Regions from separate parts of the Mus musculus genome. Here all the other regions are linked to region 4. Evidence: chromatin contacts called from public Hi-C and promoter capture Hi-C data. All regions are on one chromosome and are shown on one strand. Each heading gives the region's core, a stretch centred on a gene start, on an enhancer-like site or on the middle of the called end of the contact. The rest is flanking DNA. Distances are from core to core; before and after follow the strand shown. Region 1 holds the start of Fam13a (family with sequence similarity 13, member A). Region 2 holds the start of Herc3 (hect domain and RLD 3). Region 3 has its middle 23 kb from the start of Tigd2. Region 4 holds the start of Avl9 (AVL9 cell migration associated). Region 5 has its middle 23 kb from the start of Nap1l5.

Region 1 (4,027 bases), core at 523-3,022, 2.3 Mb before region 4:
GCTTTACACTAATCTATCCTAGTTAAAATGGGGGAAATGTATGTCCTCTCTAATCTAAGATCAAAGTTCATAGTTACAAGGTGAACACGTAAGGATTTTTGACTCTCTCTCTCTGTATGTGTGTGTGTTTGTGTGTGGGTGTCTCTGCCTTTTATTTGCAGAAGGTATTCCTTCATGCCAAGGTTATTTTAATAAACTATCAAAACTCTTACTAAAATGTAAATGTTTTCTATAAGCACAGGTAATTTTAATTTGCAATATGTCTTAGTTAGGGTTTCTATTACTGCAATGAAAACATCATGACCAGAAAGCAAATGTGTGTGTGTGTGTGTGTGTGTGTGTGTGTGTGTGCGCGCGCACGCTCATGCGCGCCCTCACACACTATTTGGCTCACACTTGCACATTAAATTCATGATTTAAAAAAGCCAGGACAGGAACTCCAAGAGGGCAGGAACCTAGAAGCAGGAGCTGATGCAGAACCTGTGGACCAATGCTGCTTACTGGCCTGCTCATCGTGACATGCTTACCTCGATTTGTTATAGAACACAGGACCACCAGCCCAGGGTGGCACCATCCACAATGGCCCTCCCCGTCCAGTTACTAATTAAGAAAAAGGTCTTAAAAGCTATTCTCAATTGAGATTCTTTCCTTCTATGTAACTCTAGCTTGTATCAGGTTAATGCGAAAGTAGGCTGTGTTAGAACTTATTAAATTTGCATAATATGAAATAAATTGTACAAGATGTGTTTCTTGCATTGTATGAAGCCTGTGAACTACAATTACTTCCCTAGAAATAGTGAGTGGCCCTGAAGAAATTACAGGGGCTGGAGAACTGGCTGCTCTTCTGGAGGACCCAGGTTTGGTTCCCAGCATGGCCACTTAGCCATCTGTAACTCTAGTTCCAGAGGATTCAATGCCCTCTTCTGGCCCCCTTAGGCAACAGTCACACATGCCATGCAGATGCAGGCAAACACACACACACACACACACACACACACACACACATATGTGAGATACAAAATAATAAAAGATCATTTACAAGCACTTAGAAAATCTTATTGGAAAAATTGGTTTTGTAAAATATAAGAATATATAATAAGAAACAAATCTCTTCCAAGTGCAGTTGACATTTTGGGTAGAATGTAAAAACAACAAACAGAAGGGCCACACCAGTAGATGTTTTGATCTCCTGAAGACCTGAATCCAGTTAGGGCACCTTGTCCTCTTCCCCTTGAGTGATGTCACCAGGAACTGCTCACAACCTAGTGTAAATAAGTATCTGGGGAAGAAACTGTGGGTAGGGCAAGGGTTCAGGTATTTCGTCAGGAAAAGCCTAGAACAATCTGGAAAAGCTTTCTCTGGCTACTGTTTGGGTAGTTTTTATTTGTTTATTTATTTTAGAAAAAAACAAGGTGCAGTCCAACTTGGGCCTCAAAGAAACGGGACCTTAAGGGACGCTGTCTGTCCTTGACACTGCATTTCCTTGCTGGCTTTTCTTGCACTTTGAGCCATGCAGGATTGGGCTCCTCTGCAGTTATTGGTTGCTCTTCACAGACTGACAGACTTGTCTGGAACCTCTCAGAGGAAAGTTTCAGGTTGCTGGGGCTTGCCAAGCCCACTAAGCAGCGAGCAGAGCAAAGTGGGGTGGGGACAGAAGGAGGAGCGGGAGAAGCGGGAGGAGGATCAGGAGGAGGAGCAGCCTTTCACACTCCACTGCTCCGCCTCTGATTGGCTCTGGGTTTCAGCTGCTTCGCTGGAACAAAAGGTCAAAGTGGACTGCAGTGTAAATGTGGAGGCAGCCGATAAATATCCTTGCCTGCAGCTGGAGGTGGAGAGGCAGTGTCAGCTGCAGCAGGTTGTGTGTTCCGCGGGTCCTGCACACAGGGCTTGACTGGAAGGCACTCGGGGATCCCGTGCAGATTCGCACACGAGGATGGCTTGTGAAATCATGCCGCTGCGAAGGTAGTGTTCTCTGCTTCTTATGCTGTTTGGTATTTTCTGGGCAGCGTACTTGGCCAGTGCTCTCGGCATCATTAGTAACAGGCTGCAAACCTTGCAGTCTGTTCTGCACAGTGCTCTTTCCTCAGACCAGATAGAAACATTTAAATAGCGCACTTCTCTTTCACTGACACTTTTGTGTAGTTGCTCATGATTATTGGGTTCAGCTATACCTTCTTTTAAGGGAAGTGTATTTAAGACAATACCTCTGCAAACCGAAGCAAAGCAAACTGAATGGGCTTCCTGGGTCTCCAGGCTGTTAGAGCTCATAGATGGATCTGATTCTCTGCTCTCTAGGCAAGGACTTTCTTCAAGTATATTGTAGTTATCGGAATAAAGGTTGAGAACAATGTTTTTCCTTGAATAATTCTAGGTAGATTGGTTACCCAAATGACGCTTGGAAAAAAATAACAAAACAAAAACAAAAACCAAAAAGGAAAAAAAAAATGCTGTGTAAGAGTGATAGAGCACAGGGTTCTGGCTTTGCTTTTGAGGACTGTGATGGGGGCAGGGGGTGGGGTGTCTCTCTGAGTCCTATAGAAATAAATAAAGGTAACTAACTGTACATAGCCCTGGCTGTTAGGAAGCACACTGCTGGTGAAGTAGACCCGAGTGCTGAGTGCTGTGTGTTAAAGCCACTACAGAAATCACTGAGTCCTGTCCCCACAGAAAGTCTGAGCCGCCCAAGGTCACAGTTCATAGTTTAAAAACTGACTTGTGCTAATCATATGGTTACATCTGAATTGCAATTACTTAGTGATAGTGACATTTGACTTCATATATATGTTTCATTTACAGTTTTCTATGGAAAATGGTATTGTCAAAAATCAGACAGTAATGGCAATTTATTGAAAATACTTAGATGAAATGAATTTACTGAAAAGAAACAATCCCATGTATATTTTGTTTGTGCTTTAGCAACAGAAATATGATTTTAAAAGTGTATCATTTTTGGTAAAGAGATTCCTTCAGGCTGGCTGTGGTGAGAGCCAGTGTGGTTGTTTTTCTTTTGCTGTCCTGACATGTCCACTGTAATAGGAACTTGATGTGGTGTTCAGAGTACCTTATCAGAGAATTGATACTTAATGTAGAAGAAAGTGCTGTGTAGAGTAATCTATAATTCTACATTGATTTGGTGGAAAAGTCCCCATGCTTGAAATTTCTAAGAGAACAAAACTAATGTACACTTTTTGGAGTTTTAATATCTAATTGTTAGGTTGGGAACTTTTGTCCTTCCAATGATGTCGGTCCTCAAGATCTCTAAGCAGGTCATGTTTTAGATAAAAAGTATTGGCCATTACTAAGCCCTGTTGTAGCTACACAAAAATAGAATGCCTGCTATGTAGAGCAAAAATGACCATGTGAGTTCCTGAAAACTATTTTACATTGTTGGTCGCTATAGTGAAACTAGAAATCTCAGTGTGCATTGCAGAATGCTGAGTCATGACTTTTGTCTCTCTGGTCACTCCTCACCAGCTCACTGTGCACTCAATGTCCCCTTACTTCCAAGCCCCATGGCAGGGATGATTGATCCCCTGGCAATCTTCACTTGCAGTTTATTTCTGCTTTTGATTATACACTTCTTGAAGACAACGGCCAGGTGTGTATGATGAGGCTTTCTGCACAGAGGTCCCTTGTGAGTCTAAGTGTTTATGCCGAATCGCTCATGATCTTGCAGGGTGTCTCTCTTCAGATCTCAGGCCAATGTCTTTGGCTGTTGTTCTCCATGTTTGTTATAGAAATGATCCCCATTGCTGAGGATCCCATCCTCAAGCTCCCAAAGGAGAGAGTTTATAGACTCGTGCAAGGTTTCAGTGCCAGAGTGCTTGAAACTGAATTGAAATAAATAGGTAAAATATTAGCTTTAAACAAGAAGTAAAGCAATTCATGGTGAATAGTGCATTGAAAATACTGGTGTGAATTCTAGTTAATGATTATAGCTTGTAGAAATCTATTGACAGCTGGTCCATGTAGTAATCTGACACTATGCTGCCTAACATTGGCACATAGCATATTTAATATTATGGCC
Region 2 (4,478 bases), core at 997-3,496, 2.1 Mb before region 4:
CATGCAGCTATATCCCTCTGGGCTTTTAACTTTGTTTAATCCTCTTATCAGATCTGAGCATTAGATATTATCACCATTTACAAGACCCGGGGGTGGAGGGTAAGGGTGGGGGGAACTAAGACTCAGAGGCCTTACGTTAACTCACCCCTCACCATACACTAAGGCATTTGGACTGTCCCACCTCTGCTTCGGGATCTACATGTTAAAAGAAATGACTTCCGAACAGGACTCTGCTAAGTGCTTAAAAATACATAAGCCTAGAATGATTGTGCACACCTGTAATCCCAGGGCTAATAAGGCTGGAGCAGGAGGATTACTGAGAGTTCAACATACGCTTGGGCTATCCTAACTTAGAGGCCAGTCTATACCATATAGCATGACTCCACCCCAAAAAGAAAAAGGGGAAGAAAGGCCTGAGTAAACTTCTGAAAGGAAGAATGTGTTTAGCCATTCAAGATGGAACGTTCTTCAGTGTATATCAGGATAAGGGTTTGGTTAAGATAACCTCAGTCCAACCTTGATCAAGTTAGTCACCTTTACTGTGACTAAAGTCATAGAGAGAACCTTATAAAATTCTTGCCACTTAATAGGGGTAGTAAATTTTCACTACCTTCAAATCTCTTATATAGATAGATTGAACAGAAATTATTGAAAAAAAAAATAATTCAATTTTGCTGTTCACTTCTCTAGGTATCTTTCACAGCTAGCTAGCTAGCTACCTGACCGCAACTGCTACTTTCGTTTCTCCCTGTTACCATATCCTCTAAGTGCAACACAAGAAGTCACAGACAGGCACCTCCAGTCACCCAAATAAAGCAAAGGGGAGCATTAAGATGTGATAAGATCACCCACGGAGCAGCTATGTTAGTATGAGCCATTATATAGTCTGTGGTCCTGAATGAGTTTCAGACATCATTTCTACCTTCGTAAGAGAATCCCTTTCAATTAGGAAACTATCACTTTTATTTCTGAAACTGGTGCAAGGTTGTTTGTCTCCAGCTGGGGCGCTCCTTTCATTACTTACACAGACGGTTTTAAGTGGTTATACAGATCTTAAGAGATTCAAGTTTGTCCCGCAACATGAAATGCAATACCCAATGACTTCTACAACACAGTTTAGAACATTTTTGGACTCCTGGTTCTTTTTTTAACACAATGAAACCCCACTACTTACTGAACAAGTCCAACTGGCTAACAGTGAACCATGCTTCTATTTTTCACGACAAAGGAGTTTTGCATCTAATTTGATTCCTGCAGTTTAACTTCTCAGATGGGGTCAAAACTGGAGTAAGCCACCGATTTTGTTTTTCTGATTTATATCCGTGGAAAGGAATAAAAAAAAGAAGAAGAGACACTGTCATTTGCCTCTGAAAGTACCACATCGCTCTGGCTGCATTTTAAAATGCTAATCCTTTTTACTTCTCTTTCCTGTCTTTCCAATCTAAAGCTAAAAATCAGTTCACTTTATCAAATTATCAAATGAAAGGTTCTAGAAATAGCTTCCTATTTGTGGAAAGAGACAGAAGGCACATAAAAAATGGAAGATATCACTTGAATCGTCCTCCCCCAAAGCACCCCGGATGAGACAAATCCCAGTAAAACCTTCGACGCCTTAGGTAAAATTTAAGGCACTTCCTAGTGGGGCAGGTGTGAACTCTAAAAGAAAACAGCCAGGAACAGCAAAGTTCAAGCATTCCTCCCCTGGGGCCCCGAGCTGCACACGCTCCCGGCAGCAGCACGAGCGAGTCTCCCCAGGTCCAGCCCTTCAGTCCACACACCTGCTCCAGGGTCCAGCCGTCGGCTCGGCCGCAGCGGCGTCTGCACCAGACACCAGGTCCCCGAGCCCCGCCCGCCAGCTGGGTGGGAGGAGCCCGCGGCCAGCCGCAACGCGAATTCCCCTGCCGCGGCGCCGCGATGCTCTTCACGCAGGGAGGTCACCCGCCGCCCGCGGCTAAGCGGCTAAGCAGAGCCGGGAGGCGCCTCGGCGACAGGGAGCTGCGGACAGCCCAGCCCCCTCCTCCGCGGGTGCGGCGGGCTCGGTGCCCTGAGATCCCCGCCCCGCCCGCACCTGCACCCGGGTCCGCAGCGCCGACCCCGCGGTCGCAGCCCTCAGGCAGCTCGGGCCTCCCCGGCCTTCAGCGTCACAGTAATAATGAAGTTTCCCCCGCACTCCCGCGGGCGCAGAATGAGCTGGGAGACCGACTTCCCGCCTGGCCAATGGTGGCGGCGGCAGCGGGGCGGGGCGCGGCGGGTGCGGAGAAGGCGGGGCGACGTCGGGGCGGGAGGGGCCGGGGAGGTGACCGGGAGGGGGCGGGGAGGTAGCGGGACTCCCGGCGGGGAAAGAAACCTGGAGGGGGCGGGACCTAGGGCGAGGGAGGTGACAGGGAGGCGGTGGGATCGGCGGCTGGGAGGTGACTGGAGGTTGAGGGACCCACAACCAGGTGTGGTAGACAGATGGCAAGACCCTGGACCCAAAATGGGAGAATGCAGGAGTAACCTTTGCTGGAATAAAATTGCTTTTCGCCAGCGAGGATGCAAAGGAGCGATGCCCAATGGTGTGGGGGTTTTGGTCGATTGGGTTTGTTGCTTGCTTGCTTGGTTGCTTGGTTGGTTCCTTTTGGTTCTGAATTCAGGTTCTTATTATTCATGCAGAGGTGAGAGGGGGAACTGGGACTGGCATGGTGAGCTGTAAGGTGGCTGCCAGAGCAGAGGGTAGTTCCAAATCCCTGTCACTCAGGGGCCAAGAACTGCGGGCCCGCAGTGGTGCAGAGTCAGGCTTGACTAGAGAGGAGAGCACACTGAAGAAAACAGAAAGTGTGAGAATCACCAATTCTAAAACCATAAAGCCCCACCTTTGGTCTAAAACTCCCGTGGGGGACGGGGGTCTGGGGGTGGGGAAGAGTGGATAGAAGTTTCAGCTCCACTTTCCCAGGCCTGTAAGAGGATATTCAAGCTTTCTTCTTCTCCCAAGGCCAAAAATGCTCTCAGCTACGGCTCCTCTCATCTTCAAATAATCTTCAAGAAAACTATATGGTAACAGTAAACTGATGTATCTGCCTGCCTTGAATTTGAAACGCTGAACATGGGGGCTTTAACCCAAAAGAATGTACAAAATTCTCCAAAAACTAGTTTAAGGTGAAGGCATGAGCCCATATCAGCATATACAATCCTGAGAATATGTACAAACAAGCACCTCTTAAAGGGACTCCTCAGTACATCCTGACTTATCCATATGTAACAATAACAAAAGAGACCATTCATTTGAAGGGGAGCACATGAGAGATGCTTAAGGAGTGGTAGTGCTATATTTTTATTTTAATTAAATTTTAAAAGGAAAATGACTCTAAGTAGAAGAAATTTCATAATCTGACATATCCAGAATAATTCAGATCTCATCAGGTCTTCAGGCTTTGAAAACCTAACATATTAACCAATAGAAAAGAAATCTCAAGGACTGATAGATTCTGAGGATAGGGCAGGAGACTGGTATATCCTGAGAAATACAACAGTGCCCTGATATGTCCTCAGGGTAAGGCAGTGCCCTGATGTATCCCAAGGAATAAGACAGTGCCCTGATGTATCTTGAGGCTTATGGCAGTGCCTCAATGTATCATAAGGATATGGCACTGTCCTGGTGTATCCTGAGGAATAAGGCAGTGCCCTGATGAATATTCTGAGGATATGGCAGTGCCCTGATGAATATCCTGAGGATGTGGCAGTGCCCCAATGTATCCTGAGGAATAAGGAAGTGCCCTGATGTATACTGAGGATATGGCAGTGCCCTGATGTATCCTGAGGATATGGCAGTGCCCTGATGTACATCCTGAGGATATGGCAGAGATGTTGGCATCATGGGGATCTTCAGTGATAACTGAAACACCTCTGAAACCAAGAAGATGAGGAAGTAGAATCTCTGTTTTGGGGTAACTAAGACAAGGTTTCGTAAACTTTCTCCACTTGTAGTCTCTCTTTGCCTCCCAAATTTTTACATATAAACATATAAAATAGGCATTGAAATCATAAGCAATTTTAACTTTAAAATGATTCTTTGTTATCATACAGTTTCACCATTTATTAAAGAGGACAGAAAATTAACATACTAGTTAGATTGATTGCTCATTTATTTTACATGAGGAATTAAATCTTGTTCAAATACCTGTCACTCCAGGACAGATAACAACATCAATGTTTTTCAGAATTAGACACTTTGATTCTATAAGCATCAATGCTGAGAAAGCCATTTGACTTTGTACTTCAGCCATTTTGTGCATATATATATATATATATATATATATATATATTATATATATATATACATATATATATATACACACACACATATATATATGAATGATATATAATGACTGAAGTATGTTTAAGGTCATTTTTTAAATGATGAGAAATTGTTCTGAGCTCAGATCAAAATTTATTGGATGATTTTTTTTTTAACTGAAACTCAAGTCAGAAATTCAATTTCT
Region 3 (4,673 bases), core at 1,729-4,228, 2.5 Mb before region 4:
TATGGGGTGGGAGACCTCAGGATATCCTGATTGATCTTAGCTTCCCCAATTTGAGCTAGATATGGTCCATGTTTTCCTGTGATTCTGATTTCCAATAGCTTTGCTATACCATACATATGGTTGATCTCATCTGTGATGCAAATATAAATAGAAAAGATTGGTGGGTCATTGTATATCCCTTCCTTTGTCTAGAGAGGCAGCTCTGATAGATGTTGGGAGCTATAAGCACAGCCCCATTGAGTACCATAGGGTCATTTCCCAGGTATGACTGGTTAGGCCTCACACATACATGTAGTCATATTCCACGATATTTTTGCTTGTGATCTGCCTGTTTTTGATGGATGCCTCCATTCTACACATTAGTTCCTTTTAATGTGTCCTATGTAGGACATATCAAAGTAAAGTGAGCCTAATGCTTGAGAGATAGAACTCCTTCTCTTCCCACAAAGGATACATAGTAGCTTAGCAATCTACTATTTATGGTAAAGTAGACTAGAGGGGAAGAGTAAAGTAGATGCAGAGGGGAGTGGGACTCCTACACATCTCACAAAGTAGCTTAACAAGTGATAGCTCATAAACAACCAGTAAGAAGGACACATGCTCCACTATGTTCATAGCAGCCTTATTTATAATAGCCAGAAGCTGGAAAGAACCCAGATGCCCCTCAACAGAGGAATGGATACAGAAAATGTGGTACATTTACACAATGGAGTACTACTCAGCTATTAAAAAATGAATTTATGAAATTCCTAGGCAAATGGATGGACCTGGAGGGCATCTTCCTGAGTGAGGTAACCCAATCACAAAGGAACTCACACAATATGTACTCACTGTTAAGTGGATATTAGCCCAAAAACTTAGGATACCAAAGATATAAGATACAATTTGCTAAACGCATGAAACTCAAGAAGAACGAAGACCAAAGTGTGGACACTGTGCCCCTTCTTAGAATTGGGAACAAAACATCCATGGAAGGAGTTGCAGATACAAAGTTTGGAGCTGTGACGAAAGGATGGACCATCTAGAGACTGTCATATCCAGGGATCCATCCCATAATCAGCTTCCAAACGCTGACACCATTGCATACACTAGCAAGATTTTGCTGAAAGGACCCAGATGTAGCTGTCTCTTGTGAGACTATGCCGGGGCCTAGCAAACACAGAAGTGGATGCTCACAGTCAGCTATTGAATGGATCACAGGGCCCCCAATGGAGGAGCTAGAGAAAGTACCCAAGGAACTAAAGGGAACTGCAACCCTATACGTGGAACAACATTATGAACTAAGCAGTACCCCGGAGCTCTTGTTCTAGCTGCATATGTATCAAAAGATGGCCTAGTCGGCCATCACTGGAAAGAGAGGCCCATTGGACTTGCAAACTTTATATGCCCCAGTACAGGGGAACCCCAGGGCCAAAAAGGGGGAGTGGGTGGGTAGGGGAGTGGGGGGTGGGTATGGGGAACTTTTGGGATAGCATTGAAAATGTAAACGAGGAAAATACCTAATAAAAAAATAAATTAAAAAAAGAAAGAAAGAAACTACCTGAAAGGTCTGTATTGCTCCAGGTAAAATAGAAAGGGGAGATTCCTATGCCTTACGGTTTTTCCCAATCTCATTTCTGTTCTCTTCATCTGTCAGCAAATATTTTATTTTAATTTAGACAGCAAGCCGACTAGTCAAGATACCATCAAAGTGACATGGTGGCTTCCATCTAGATTGAAGGCACTATGACGGTAACACAACCATCTGCCATCTACTTTCTGCCAATGGTGAGCTCAACTCCATGATGAAAATAAGTCTACTCTTCCACTAGGGCATGATTGTAGGGATCCGAAAATCTCAGATTAAATGTGGTCACTTACTTTAACTGTTTTAAATAAGTACTAGACCTCAACCCAAAGGAGAGTCCCTGGGTAGATTTCGGAGTGGCTAGAATCACAGTGGCTTCCTCCCAGATGGCTTCTAGAAAGAGATAGAGAGAGGGAATTTAACCACCATTCAACTTTTCTGTTAAAACCACACTGGGCCTGTCTCTCAGGGTTCCAGAGGACTGGGAGAAGGATGGGAGGAGCAGGTGTTTTAAAAGAAACCAAAGGTTGTCTGTCTCCAGGCTGAGAGCAGCTTCACATATCTCCGTAAAGAATGTGGTCTATGCTACTTCAGACAGTCTTCTCATTCAGTTTTCTAAGCGAGTTGGTCCCTTTCTTCCTGTGGCCCTTAATATGCATAGAGCAGAGACTTCCCTCTTAGAATCTTTTCTTGGGTCAGGTTTCATCATGAGTAGCATAAGTACTTTGACTTTAGGTTAGTAAGACAAATAGGTTTTGCTTGTTTTCTTTTGTTATTACTGGTTTTGTCTCTGTTCAAGTCTTTGGTGGTCCAGTGTTTTAACTTGCTTAAATAAAATCATACATCCCGTGTGGTCCCTTTTATTTTGTCTTAAACAGGTAGGCTGAAAATAGAGAAGAAAGGTAGAAATAATTATCATTCCAAAAATAAAAGTGCAAGATTCAATCTCAACTGGGGTAAAATTCATGAAGAATTACTTCGTCCAATTGTCAGTGATTAACTCCAGAACTGAGTGGTCACAACCCTGAGGCCTGGCTACCTGCATGTACAAACACGCGGAGGAGTAGGTAAGAGAGGTTTTCCTTTCTAGCATTTCAAAGAAAAGAGGAGAAACAAAAATACCAGTCTTGGGGTCCAGCCCCACCCACTGCCATTCCAGGATGCTGGAGAGACCCTGGCCATGCTCCCTGTTCCCTTCACAGTTTGGCTAGGAAAACACTGGCCCGGGATGAATCTCAGGATAATCTTCGAAATTGAAAGCATCATGGTGAGTCATGGAGGATTGCAGGAACAGATTCATTTTCTCAGCTGATTAAAAGAAGGAGAAAACAGGAAGTGCAAGGCTGTAAGCGCTCGGCCAAGTTTTAGTGAAAGCAGAAGATGTTGCTGTTTCCTGGACGGACGTGCCGTTTGTGCCTCAGAGAGCACGAAGCTGCCTTTGTGCTACTCTGTGAGTCATCACAGCAGTTGCAGATCACCAGATAGGAGGAACACAGTGTCCATTTCACGCTGGCTGTTTTTTTCCTCAGTGGAGTTGGTTCTTCTTTATTCTCCTGACACTTCAAGCTAAAGGTAGCTGCAGGTGACCTGTTACTTTTTGGAGATCTAATGGGGTTTGAGATGTCCTGCCATGTTTCCCTTTCCTGTTGTTCCACACTTGGTTGCTATAGAGACATATTTTGGATAATGACATGTGTCACTCCCTCTCTTACGTTCACTTAGAGCTTTAGGGTTCTTGTTATCTCTCGCCGATTTTAGCCACCAGCCTAACATAAACCGTTCACAGCACTGAGCAATGTGTGGGGGTTGTTGATTTTTATTCCAGTCATTGGAACAGTTAAGTGGAAGCTGCTGCTGCTCCTCAGGTGTTTCTGTTTGACCATGCGCTATCATGTCCTCAATGTGACTGGCAGATTTGTTTCCTCATGCTCTTTTAAGTAAAGTAAAGCATGAGACTGGCTGAAAGAACATATTTGAAAAACTGAGGCAGGGGATGCATCCTGCCTGTCACAGGCTATTTGGAGTCAGCCCCCAGGAAGCTCAGTAAGTCACACTTGAGTTGATTCTGTTTGGTTTGAAACATCTTGCATGTAGGCAGGACGTTTTCTATGAGTTAATTCACACTATATGTTTAAAACATTCTCTAAAGCATTTTCATTAAAATGACAAATTTTTGTGAATTTTTCCCCATTAAATGGACATTACTAACTTGAGAGTGTGGTGTATACTTGTGAGTTTAGAGTGATGGAATACAACATGTAGAATAGTTGAGAGCCAATTAATACACTGCATACTATCTTAGCTGATAATATTATACTGTTATCCCTCTAGCATTACCACTAAGCCACATGACCAGCTCATTTCTAGTTATTGATAACTATGTAACCCATGGGTTTTGGATGCCTGGGTTTAAATTAAGGCTTAAACTGGAATTATTGAGACAGTGTTCTCAAATCTCACATGAATATTTTTAAACCTGGAATGCTGTGGTGAGAAACTCTAAACTATATGGTAAATGTCAATAAACATTGAAAAACTTGGGAATGAAATATTCTGGGGAAAGAGTTATAAATCTTTATTGACTTTGTTCTAAATTAGAAACTCATTATGGATTTGAATGTAAACATATACTGTGAAGTTTCAGAGAAATTCTCTACTTTGTATAGTTTGTATAGAGACCCATGTCTCTCCATTATTATAATTCAGTCTCCTGCCATAAAAGTCCTTTGTTGAAGCCAGACATGGTGACTTAGATGCGCAATCCCATACTTGGGAGGTTGAGGTAGAAGATCATGAATTCCCGGTCAATTGGGGCTACAAAGTGGGTGGATACTGTGAGCTATATAACATGATGAGAGAGGGGTAGGATGAAAGAATGAGAAAGCACCTGAGAGGAGAGAGACAGACAGATAGACAAACAAATGGACAGACAGACAGATGGAGAGAATCTCCCTTACTGGATATAGATGAGAAGATATAGAGACACCTATACTCCTACACAGGGACTGGGCTGGACGAGGGCATGCACACTTATTTTTTACAAGGGTACACATTTGTGTTCATTGGAAATAAATTTTCTCTTCTAGTTAGCAGGTATATAGGTGAT
Region 4 (4,225 bases), core at 376-2,875:
GAATCCGAAGACTACCCTATCTCCTATCAACTCTGATGTTTTCCAGTTTCCTTCCCAGAGCTCCCTCCATTCAGTGTAGTTCTGAATCAAGCTTCCACGATGACTATACTACCACACACAAGAACACCCATGGCACAGGATGCAAAGTTACAACTTCTGACTGACTCCGGGGCTGTTTTTCATAACAGTATAATCTCAGCAATCTTTTTTTTTTTTTAGTATGATTTTTGTCATTTTGTTACTTTACTCCTAGCTTATAAAGCAACTAGTTAGTTCAAAGGCTGTAATCAGGAAGTACTAAAAAAACTTCTTAATATCATACACAATAGTGTTACTCTCTCTTTAGTGTTATTCCATATCTTTCTGAGGATAAGCGAATATAACATCTTAAAATAATAGTCTATTTTTTTGAGGCAGGGTCTAAGTACCCTGTCTAATTTAAGATAATTCTCTTGCCCCAAGCCTCCCATTTGCTGGATGTATGCCATGTGCCACCACACCTAGATTGAAGGTAACAGTCGACACACACCTGTACACTGACACACACACTCGCAGCTATCACTTCTCCACTCCCTTCACTACTTTTGTTATCTTCTAACTAACTGAACTTCTGTAAATAAATCTAATGTTACATTCTCTGTGAAAGAAAAGAAACCAAGTGCTTCGTTTTCTGCTAGAAGCAATCCGTTTTTTTCAACACCTTAAGTATTCAATATATATATTCACTAGCACATTATGACATCATTGGCTTCCAGTGTTTGTTTAGGCTAAACAAACCTATTCTATTTTGCTCCTTTGCCTTCAACACAAAGCAAACGCTCGGTTCAGACGGTAGGGTGAAGAGTCATTTAAGAAGCTGGCTCCATTTGCACTATCTGTTTGACAAATTACATTTTTACTTACTGCAAGCGATTTGGAGGGCTAACCTAACCAAAAGAATAGCTCTGGGCCGGATCAAATCTGAAATGGCACAAAGAGAAGGGGGCGGGGCCGGTCGCTAACCCCAAACTACAGATTCCAAGGCTCGCAAGAGATAAACAAAGGAAGCCGAGCGGAGCTTACAAGTGCGTCAGTCTACTTGAGCATTCGTGTGGAAACCCACAGCTCGTAACGTGCCGGCGTCCAAACACCGAGTTTTCCTCAAGAGCTCCTTTATGGGTAGACACCCAGCAGGTTGGTGGAGACTGACAGGGAACACAAGGCTCGCCCGTCATTCTTCCGCTAAACCCGAACCCCCGCGGCTCGTCGCGCAGTCCCCGGAGGCACACCGCGAGGAAGGCCGCGGGGCGCCGAGAAGGCGCGGGCCGGTCCTCACCTGGCAGCCCTTCTTGTGGTGAAAGCCGACCACCACGATGTGCAGGACAGGCCCGCAGGGGGCGCCGTCACTCTCACGCCCAGACTTCTCCATGGACGCTCGCCGGAGGCCCCCGCCGCGACTCCAAACGCCGAGGCCCGGCCGCACGACCCAGAGCGGCAGCCTTCGGATGTCAGCCTGAGCGCCGCATACGCGCTGCGCCACGAGCTCCGGGGCCGCCGACCAGCTCCCTCACCTCCGCGGAGCCCCACCGGGCCTCCACCTCTCTGCTTCATCCGCTTCCGCAGCTTCCGGGCTGTCACCTGACGCTACAGCCGCCTCCGGCAGCGCGGGGCGGTACCCTGAGGCCCCTGTCCCGGCTGGGTCTGAGGCGGCATGGGCGGAGCCTGATCAGGGGGCGGGTCTAAAGGAAAAGGAGGCGGAGAGGGGAGGGGCTGTATAACAGGAGAGGCGGGGCCTGCTCGAGAGCTGGCCTGAAGGAAGAGGACCCCCAGCTGAAGGCGCGGCCTACACGACCGGTGGGGCGGGGCGGAGCTGGACGGGGCGGGGCAGGGCAAGGTAGGGCAGACAGACACAGACCCTGTGCAGTGGTGAAGTGGTGTGCACAGGGGGTTGATTTGGCTGACTCTTAAACCTGCTCCTTTCTCCCTACGATCTTTGTCAAATCACTTCCTTCTAAAATCTATTTTTCCTTCATGAAATATCGTTACTCCTCCTTTTTACCAGTTTTACTTATTTATAAACGTATTTCCTCTTCACTCTTTAAATCTTCCGTGGGATCTCTCAGTCTTGATTTTTAAATGTTTAGCAAGAAGACATATTCATGAGGTTTGGTATCTCATGTATTCAACGTTGAAGTTAAGTTTCTTGCTTACTCAAAATTTTTTTTACTTTCACTCTAGAATTTTTTTTTTTTTTTTTTTTTTTTTTTGGTTTTTTGAGACAGGGTTTCTCTTGTAGCCCTGGCTGTCCTGGAACTCACTCTGTAGACCAGGCTAGCCTCGAACTCAGAAATCCGCCTGCCTCTGCCTCCCGAGTGCTGGGATTAAAGGCGTGCGCCACCACGCCCGGCTAGATTTTTTTTTCATTTAATTTTTATACGTACAGTTTCTTTTATGCAAGTGTGTAATGCCACAACTTGAGGGGCTGAAGTAAGAGGTTTGCAAATTTCAAGCCAACTGTGGGTTACATAGTGTTAGAAATGTGCTCACAGGGCTGGAGAGATGGCTCAGCGGTTAAGAATACCGACTGCTCTTCCAGAGGTCCTGAGTTAAATTCCCACCAGCCAACCACATGGTATGTAATGGATCATCTGTAATGGGATCTGATGCTCTCTTCTGGTGTGTCTGAAGACAGCTACAGAGGACTCATATAAATAAAATAAATCGAGAGAGAGAGAGAAATGTGTTCACAAAGTAAAATGACCCCGTAAAGCTTTATAACTTTAAAATTAGTCGAGGCTTGGAAGTACACACCTTTAACCTAAGTACTCCAGAGGCAGGCAGATGTCTGAGTTTGAGGCCAGCCTAGCCTACAGAGCAAGTTCCAGGACAGCCAGGGCTACACAGAATCCCTGTCTCGAAAAATGACGACAACAACAAGGACAATAAATGATGATGATGATGATGATGATGATGATGATGATGATGATGATGATAAGGGTCATAGTCCAAAAAAACCGCAGGAACAAGCACACCTGTTCAGGATGGCCAGGTGGTGGTGGTAATGGTGGTTGTTGGCTTTTCCATTTTAGCTGAGGTCCTAACTCATGCTGATTTAGGATGTGGCTGGAAAAGATCAACCAGTACAGAATAGGCAGTGTTTAAACTGAGTACATCTGGATAAACTAATGAAGGACCTGAGACGGGGAGAGGAGATAAAGAAGGCATATGGTTATTAAAACTGTAAGAAAAGACAAACTTTTCACATTGGAGAGTGTGATGGCTATTCCTGGCTACATCTGGAATGAACTACAATCCAGAAATGATAGGCACATCTGTGATCGAGTTTTTGAGGCTGGAAGACATAGGCTTCTGACCTGGATCTTGACATGGGATGACATACACTTTTGATCCAGATCTTAAGGCATGGTGGCTATGAAAAGCTTAGGCCCAGGCAAGGTAGTACACACCTGAAAACCCAACAGATTGGGGCAAGCAGATCTCTGAGTTCAAGGCCAACCTGGGACAGAACAAGTTCCAAATCCGGGTGTGGTGGTACACACTTTAATCTGAGCTATACTTTCTGCTGGAGGCTTGCATAAGGACAATGGAAGAAGGAAGGCTTCCTTCTTCTCCACTTGCTTGCCCTTAAATGTCAACACATCTATTGGAACCTGCTTCTTCAGGATTCCAGCCTATATAGAAGACCTGAAACACCTAGCCTCTTTGGACTGAGAAACTACTAGATTATTGGACTTCCCATTCACAGCTGCACGTTGTTGGGTTAGTTGGACTGCAGACTGTAAGTTGGTCCAATAATTTCCCTTAGTTTATAGAGATATTCCATAAATTCTGTGACTCTAGAGAACCCTGGCTAATACAAAGTTTAAAGTCTAGGCAAATGGGATCCTTCTCAGACTTGCAAAAAATAGATACATAGATTATATACTAGAGTTTGGAAGCAATTTAAGCCTTGAATCAAATCTTCACCAACAAAAACTTAAATTGTACCTAGCAAATGTTTATTCCAGTGCTGTGATTAAAATATACTTATGTACAGTTTCAGTACATCTTCTGGAGTTTACTATAGTTGGCACAAAATAGGTTTGTTATTCCTAGAATTTTCAAATCCTTTACTGAATGTGCTACAGTTTCAAAAATTAAGTTGTTTAAGTGCTTCTAAAACTACTCAGCTACAGCTGGACATGGTGGCGCATGCCTTTAATCCCAGCACTCAAGAGGCAGAGGC
Region 5 (4,087 bases), core at 579-3,078, 2.2 Mb before region 4:
GGGAAGGAGGGAGGGAGGGAGGGAGGAAGGAAGGAAGGAAGGAAGGAAGGAAGGAAGGAAGGAAGGAAGGAAAAGAAAAGAAAAAAGAAAAAGAAGCCAATATGTTTTCAAATTGCTCCACCAGCATGGCTACAAATGCTAGCCAACATGGGATGTTCCAAATAAGGGTAATATGCACATACCCAACACTGTACATATCACTGGCAGTGGTCCATGATTATAACACATGTATGAATATAAACGAAGGCCAGAATTGTAGATACACATTCATGTGTATGTGAAGGGAAAGTCTATGTGCATTGACAATTCCATATTATTTTGAAGGTTCATGGTTCCCAGAATGGTGCCAGCCAGGGTCAAGTGCATGGCCCAAGCAATCAGTTTGTTGGCACGTTGTTGAAGCATGAAAAAAAAAATACACAGAAATGGGTAAAATGTCACTAATATGGGCCCCAGAACAATACTTACATGAAATATAATCAGAAAAATATTTAAATTACCAATGTCCTTTAAAAAGAGAAATTGAATTCAAACCATTGTGTACATTTTTTTTTACACATGACTGCATTTTGTATTTAAAAAATAAATTATTTTTAACTGTAGAAGCTCTGAAGTTTGTGTCAGCATCATGTGACTACACTGCTGATGGGGTGTGACCTTTCCCTTCTTGTAGGATCCAATGCTGGCTCATTTGCATCCCTCCGAAGCCTCAGGAGGATTAGGTTTTTGTTCTGTCTCCAGAGAAGGAAGGGCCCTACAAGGAGAGGCAAATTGTGCACACGAGTGTGGTAGTCAGTGCAGAAACTGGAAAAGCAGGTGGTCCTTTCTACCAGCTGCCTTTAGACTATTCGAAATAGCTGAAGGGGTGCAGAAGCGAAGCAAATTCTGCTTAAGGAGAATTCTCTTTAGTTAAGTACCTTTCCAAAGTCTACTCGGCCACCTTGGGTACAGAGTTTAGGCATTTACTGTTCTAAAATTAAACAGGGACAATCAAAAGTTTGGAGAACATGCATTGCATCTGTGCGAACACCTCAGCTTTCTGAGTCACCTGGCAGGCCAAGTGCCACACAGCTGCCTGAAGGGAAGTCTCAATTGTAGGCACAGGACTGTCCTCCTGTGGCTGAGGGAACACAGGACTCCAGGGGTAAAAGGCATGGGAGTAAGACTCATACTGCTCATGTGGTATATACTTCGAGTGAGTAAAATGACCTCGGTGGAAAGACCTTGTTCTACTGTGAAAATATGAGTGACTTTCAGAGTACAGCGATGATATTTAGTTCCATTATTCCAAAACTGAAGCCCACCTGAAGTACTTTAGTTGTTCTTCAATGGAAGCAAAGTAATAAACTTGGAAAAAATGATAGGTAGTATTTAGTTACCCCGATTCCTTCAATATTTTGAAGTTGCTTTGTGTATGCATTCATGCATTACATATGGTATATACATGTAAGTATAACAATGAAGGATGCCAGAGCAGGACAGGCTTCCTATCATTCTCCACTTTATTGCCTTCAGACAAGGACTCTCTAAATGAACTGCAAGCTCAACCGCCAGGGACTTTTTGATATCTGCCTGCTGTTTCCTCTCCTAGTGCTGGGGTTAGAGGGAGCACAGCCATTCCCAGATGTTATGTAAGAGATGGAGATCCAAACTCAGATGGTCGTGCTTTCAGAGCAAGCTGTGTACCCACAGAGCAGATGCTGATCCTTCTGACGAAGCCAAAAAGTTAAGTGAGCTCAAATTCACACAGGTCTACCGCTTGTGTCAAAGACTGGACGCATTCTGGATGTTCGCCTCGCCCTCTGCCCTGGCCATGTAGTGCTTGCGCTTCACAAAGCTGGTGGCCCAAACAGAATGTTGCAATGTGACCTGCCCATGGTGGGAGGGCTCACTGGGGAAGGGAAGTGAGACCTAAATGGCTTCATCATTGCTTTTCTGGGATGGATTCAGCATCTTGTAAGACAAAATTTACCAGTGTTATCTCTAAGCTATGTCAGCTTGCCAAGGCTGAACTTACACAGTAGAATCTTATACCCACTAAGCCAAATCAGAACTCCCTAGTGCATTTCAGAGCCCTGGCATGCAGACAGGGGGTATTTGGCAGGACCGGAGGTGCTGAAAGCTCGGTTCTCACTTTCCTCTCCAGCTACACGGCTTATTACCACGGGGGGGGGGGGGGAGCATTGCAGAAAACATGGTGAGAAGCAAATCCCTTGGACCACTCAGATTCCCAGCAGAGCCCATGTATGTTTAAGTCATATGTTGCCATAAATTCTGAAGTTCTCAAAAGCCATTCAAAAACATGAATCAATCTTTAGACCCTCCTTCTGGGCATGATTACTACATGATAAGACATTTTTGAGACACTGATATTTTTCTTTAGCTGGTACTTCTGAAACACTGACAATCCCTGTGTATAATAGGCGCGGTGAGGAAGGCGAGAGAGTACTCCTCACACCAGAACAAACATGTGGCTGAGCTACTAGAAGGCCACCTCAGTGAGGACTTTGGGATGAGTATTGTAGCTCAGAAAGGGCTGTAGGGTTCAGGTCTCGGGACAGGCCTGTCATTAATGCTTGCTCTCTGCCATGCTGCTTGTCTAGCCTTCGGAAGGGTGCAGAGCACGCTGTGCATCTATAGAAATGACCAGTTCCACAACTAAACTCTGAGTAACAAAAAACGACCCACTTGACAACAGCCAGAAACAGAATGCCTACAGGTGCTTCAAGGCCCCACTACATGATCTGGGTACAGGATTTATCCTCCCAGAGCCTCCGTTTCATTGTATGAAAAAAAAAATGATTGCATTTCTTGCTTTATAGGTTGTTGTAGGCTCAGTGTTGTGTCTGCATTGAAATAAAGTGTTTTTGTAGTTCAGCAACACATTCTGAAGTCTTTCAGAACAGGCATTGTACTTTCCACGATCACTCACCATGCCATTCCCCATCACCCTCTCCTTTCTTGTTTGTATATGTTAGAAAAACAATATTACTCCAACACTCTAAGTATGGGTCAGTGTGGAGGAACACGTTCAGTTATGTTTGTGTGTGCTATGTGTGTGTTATTCATGTGTGTTTGTGGGGTGAATGTTTGTGCATATACATATGTGTTGTATTATGTGGGTGGGTGTACATGTGTGTGTTGTACATGTGTATTGTATGTATTTATATTGTGTGTGTGTGTGTGTGTGTGTGCATGTGTCTGTAGGCCAGAAGTCTACCCTAGGATGTAAAGATAAGCAAGATTTTATGGAAACAGTTAACCAATTCAGTTGGAGGAAAAAACATATCATGTCTATCACTATTTTCAAACATCCTGGCTGCTTTCTCAGAAGGATTACTGCTTGCTAAATGACCTCTCTGAGCAGGAGAAACCTTCTAAGTTTCTCCCTAAAGTCTTTGGGAGGTCCAGAACTGATCAGACACATCAACAGTTCAGAATGAACTGGGATGGTCTCTGAGATCAATGTGGAAACAAATGCCTAAGTCCAGTGGTGTGAAGAAGGCAAGGAGGAACCTTCCAATGAGTTTCTGGATGACTTAGATGCCCTGAAGTTTATTTCGGGAAATATTTTTAAATTAAAAGCTAACTGCCCCCGAAGGAGGGGTAGTTTGCTAAAATTTTGCCAAGCTGTTAAGGAGCATCCCAAATCCCACAACCTGTGGCCAGGGCTAAGTAGAGGAAGGCACATGGGGTCCTCCACTCTTTCACCCTACGAAGGAAGAACCAGATGAAGACCATGCCTGCCTGAGGCTAGCACCAGGGAAGCTTTCAGATTCAAATCATTCCACAATCTTGTCCCTTCCCACCCCTAACACTACCGCAGACATCAGTACACCCAGGTCTCTACTCTGAACATTCTGACAGTGACTTGAACTTGAGAGTCCTTCAATTCAGGGACAAAAGGTTAAGAGATCTATTTTTAACAAGCAGCTTTGGCAGTGTCCTGCCAGCCCTGCAGGACCTGCAGCCAGAACCTACTTGGCCCTGGCTCTTGGCTTTTATCCTGGAGAACACGGGCCACTGAGGAGCCAATAGGGACCAGGCTTATTTACAAATCTGCTTTTGCTATCTTCCTCCTAATCTG

The links. Promoter capture Hi-C pulls out the DNA fragments that hold promoters and counts their contacts. A called contact is a pair of places that touch in the nucleus more often than the background predicts. Capture Hi-C pulls out chosen DNA fragments and counts their contacts.
Region 1: a promoter capture Hi-C map of pre-B cells shows a contact between it and region 4, with 4 times the contacts expected there. The contact joins the promoter of Fam13a here to the promoter of Avl9 in region 4. A contact is called at or near these places in 6 of 39 promoter capture datasets (the 3T3-L1 cell line, cranial neural crest, hippocampal neurons and 2 more), 1 of 115 datasets of contacts at active chromatin or transcription factors (astrocytes) and 1 of 9 other capture datasets (liver).
Region 2: a promoter capture Hi-C map of liver shows a contact between it and region 4, with 5 times the contacts expected there. The contact joins the promoter of Herc3 here to the promoter of Avl9 in region 4. A contact is called at or near these places in 3 of 39 promoter capture datasets (cranial neural crest, embryonic stem cells and pre-B cells), 7 of 484 Hi-C or Micro-C datasets (B cells, CD4 T cells, the N1E-115 cell line and 3 more), 4 of 115 datasets of contacts at active chromatin or transcription factors (astrocytes, large pre-B cells, regulatory T cell precursor and 1 more) and 2 of 9 other capture datasets (adipose tissue and liver).
Region 3: a Hi-C map of B cells shows a contact between it and region 4, with 6 read pairs. The contact joins the enhancer-like site here to the promoter of Avl9 in region 4. A contact is called at or near these places in 3 of 39 promoter capture datasets (the C10 cell line, cranial neural crest and pre-B cells) and 1 of 484 Hi-C or Micro-C datasets (B cells).
Region 5: a contact with region 4 is called in a promoter capture Hi-C map of liver, with 2.9 times the contacts expected there. The contact joins the enhancer-like site here to the promoter of Avl9 in region 4. A contact is called at or near these places in 5 of 39 promoter capture datasets (the 3T3-L1 cell line, the C10 cell line, hippocampal neurons and 2 more) and 1 of 115 datasets of contacts at active chromatin or transcription factors (pro-B cells).

Annotation. Positions count from the first base shown.
Region 1 is chr6:59,022,247-59,026,273 of GRCm38.p6, reverse strand. It overlaps Fam13a (family with sequence similarity 13, member A), which reads left to right and starts at 1,772. Exons shown (of 18, transcript NM_153574.2): 1 at 1,772-1,962. The coding sequence starts at 1,934. It overlaps Gm52905 (a long non-coding RNA gene), which reads right to left. Exons shown (of 2, transcript XR_003956447.1): 2 at 1,364-3,830.
Region 2 is chr6:58,829,233-58,833,710 of GRCm38.p6, reverse strand. Herc3 (hect domain and RLD 3) reads right to left here and starts at 2,246. Exons shown (of 26, transcript NM_001361966.1): 1 at 1,779-2,246; 2 at 1,175-1,309.
Region 3 is chr6:59,183,781-59,188,453 of GRCm38.p6, reverse strand. No RefSeq gene overlaps it. Among named protein-coding and RNA genes, the nearest start is that of Tigd2, 23 kb to the left of the region's middle. Within about 2 kb of position 2,978, at least 141 of the 459 cell types and tissues checked have an H3K27ac peak or open chromatin away from gene starts, as enhancers often do. A contact at or near this core is called in B cells, where this site is marked.
Region 4 is chr6:56,712,305-56,716,529 of GRCm38.p6, reverse strand. Avl9 (AVL9 cell migration associated) reads right to left here and starts at 1,625. Exons shown (of 16, transcript NM_030235.1): 1 at 1,316-1,625. The coding sequence starts at 1,408.
Region 5 is chr6:58,927,967-58,932,053 of GRCm38.p6, reverse strand. No RefSeq gene overlaps it. Among named protein-coding and RNA genes, the nearest start is that of Nap1l5, 23 kb to the right of the region's middle. Within about 2 kb of position 1,828, at least 17 of the 459 cell types and tissues checked have an H3K27ac peak or open chromatin away from gene starts, as enhancers often do.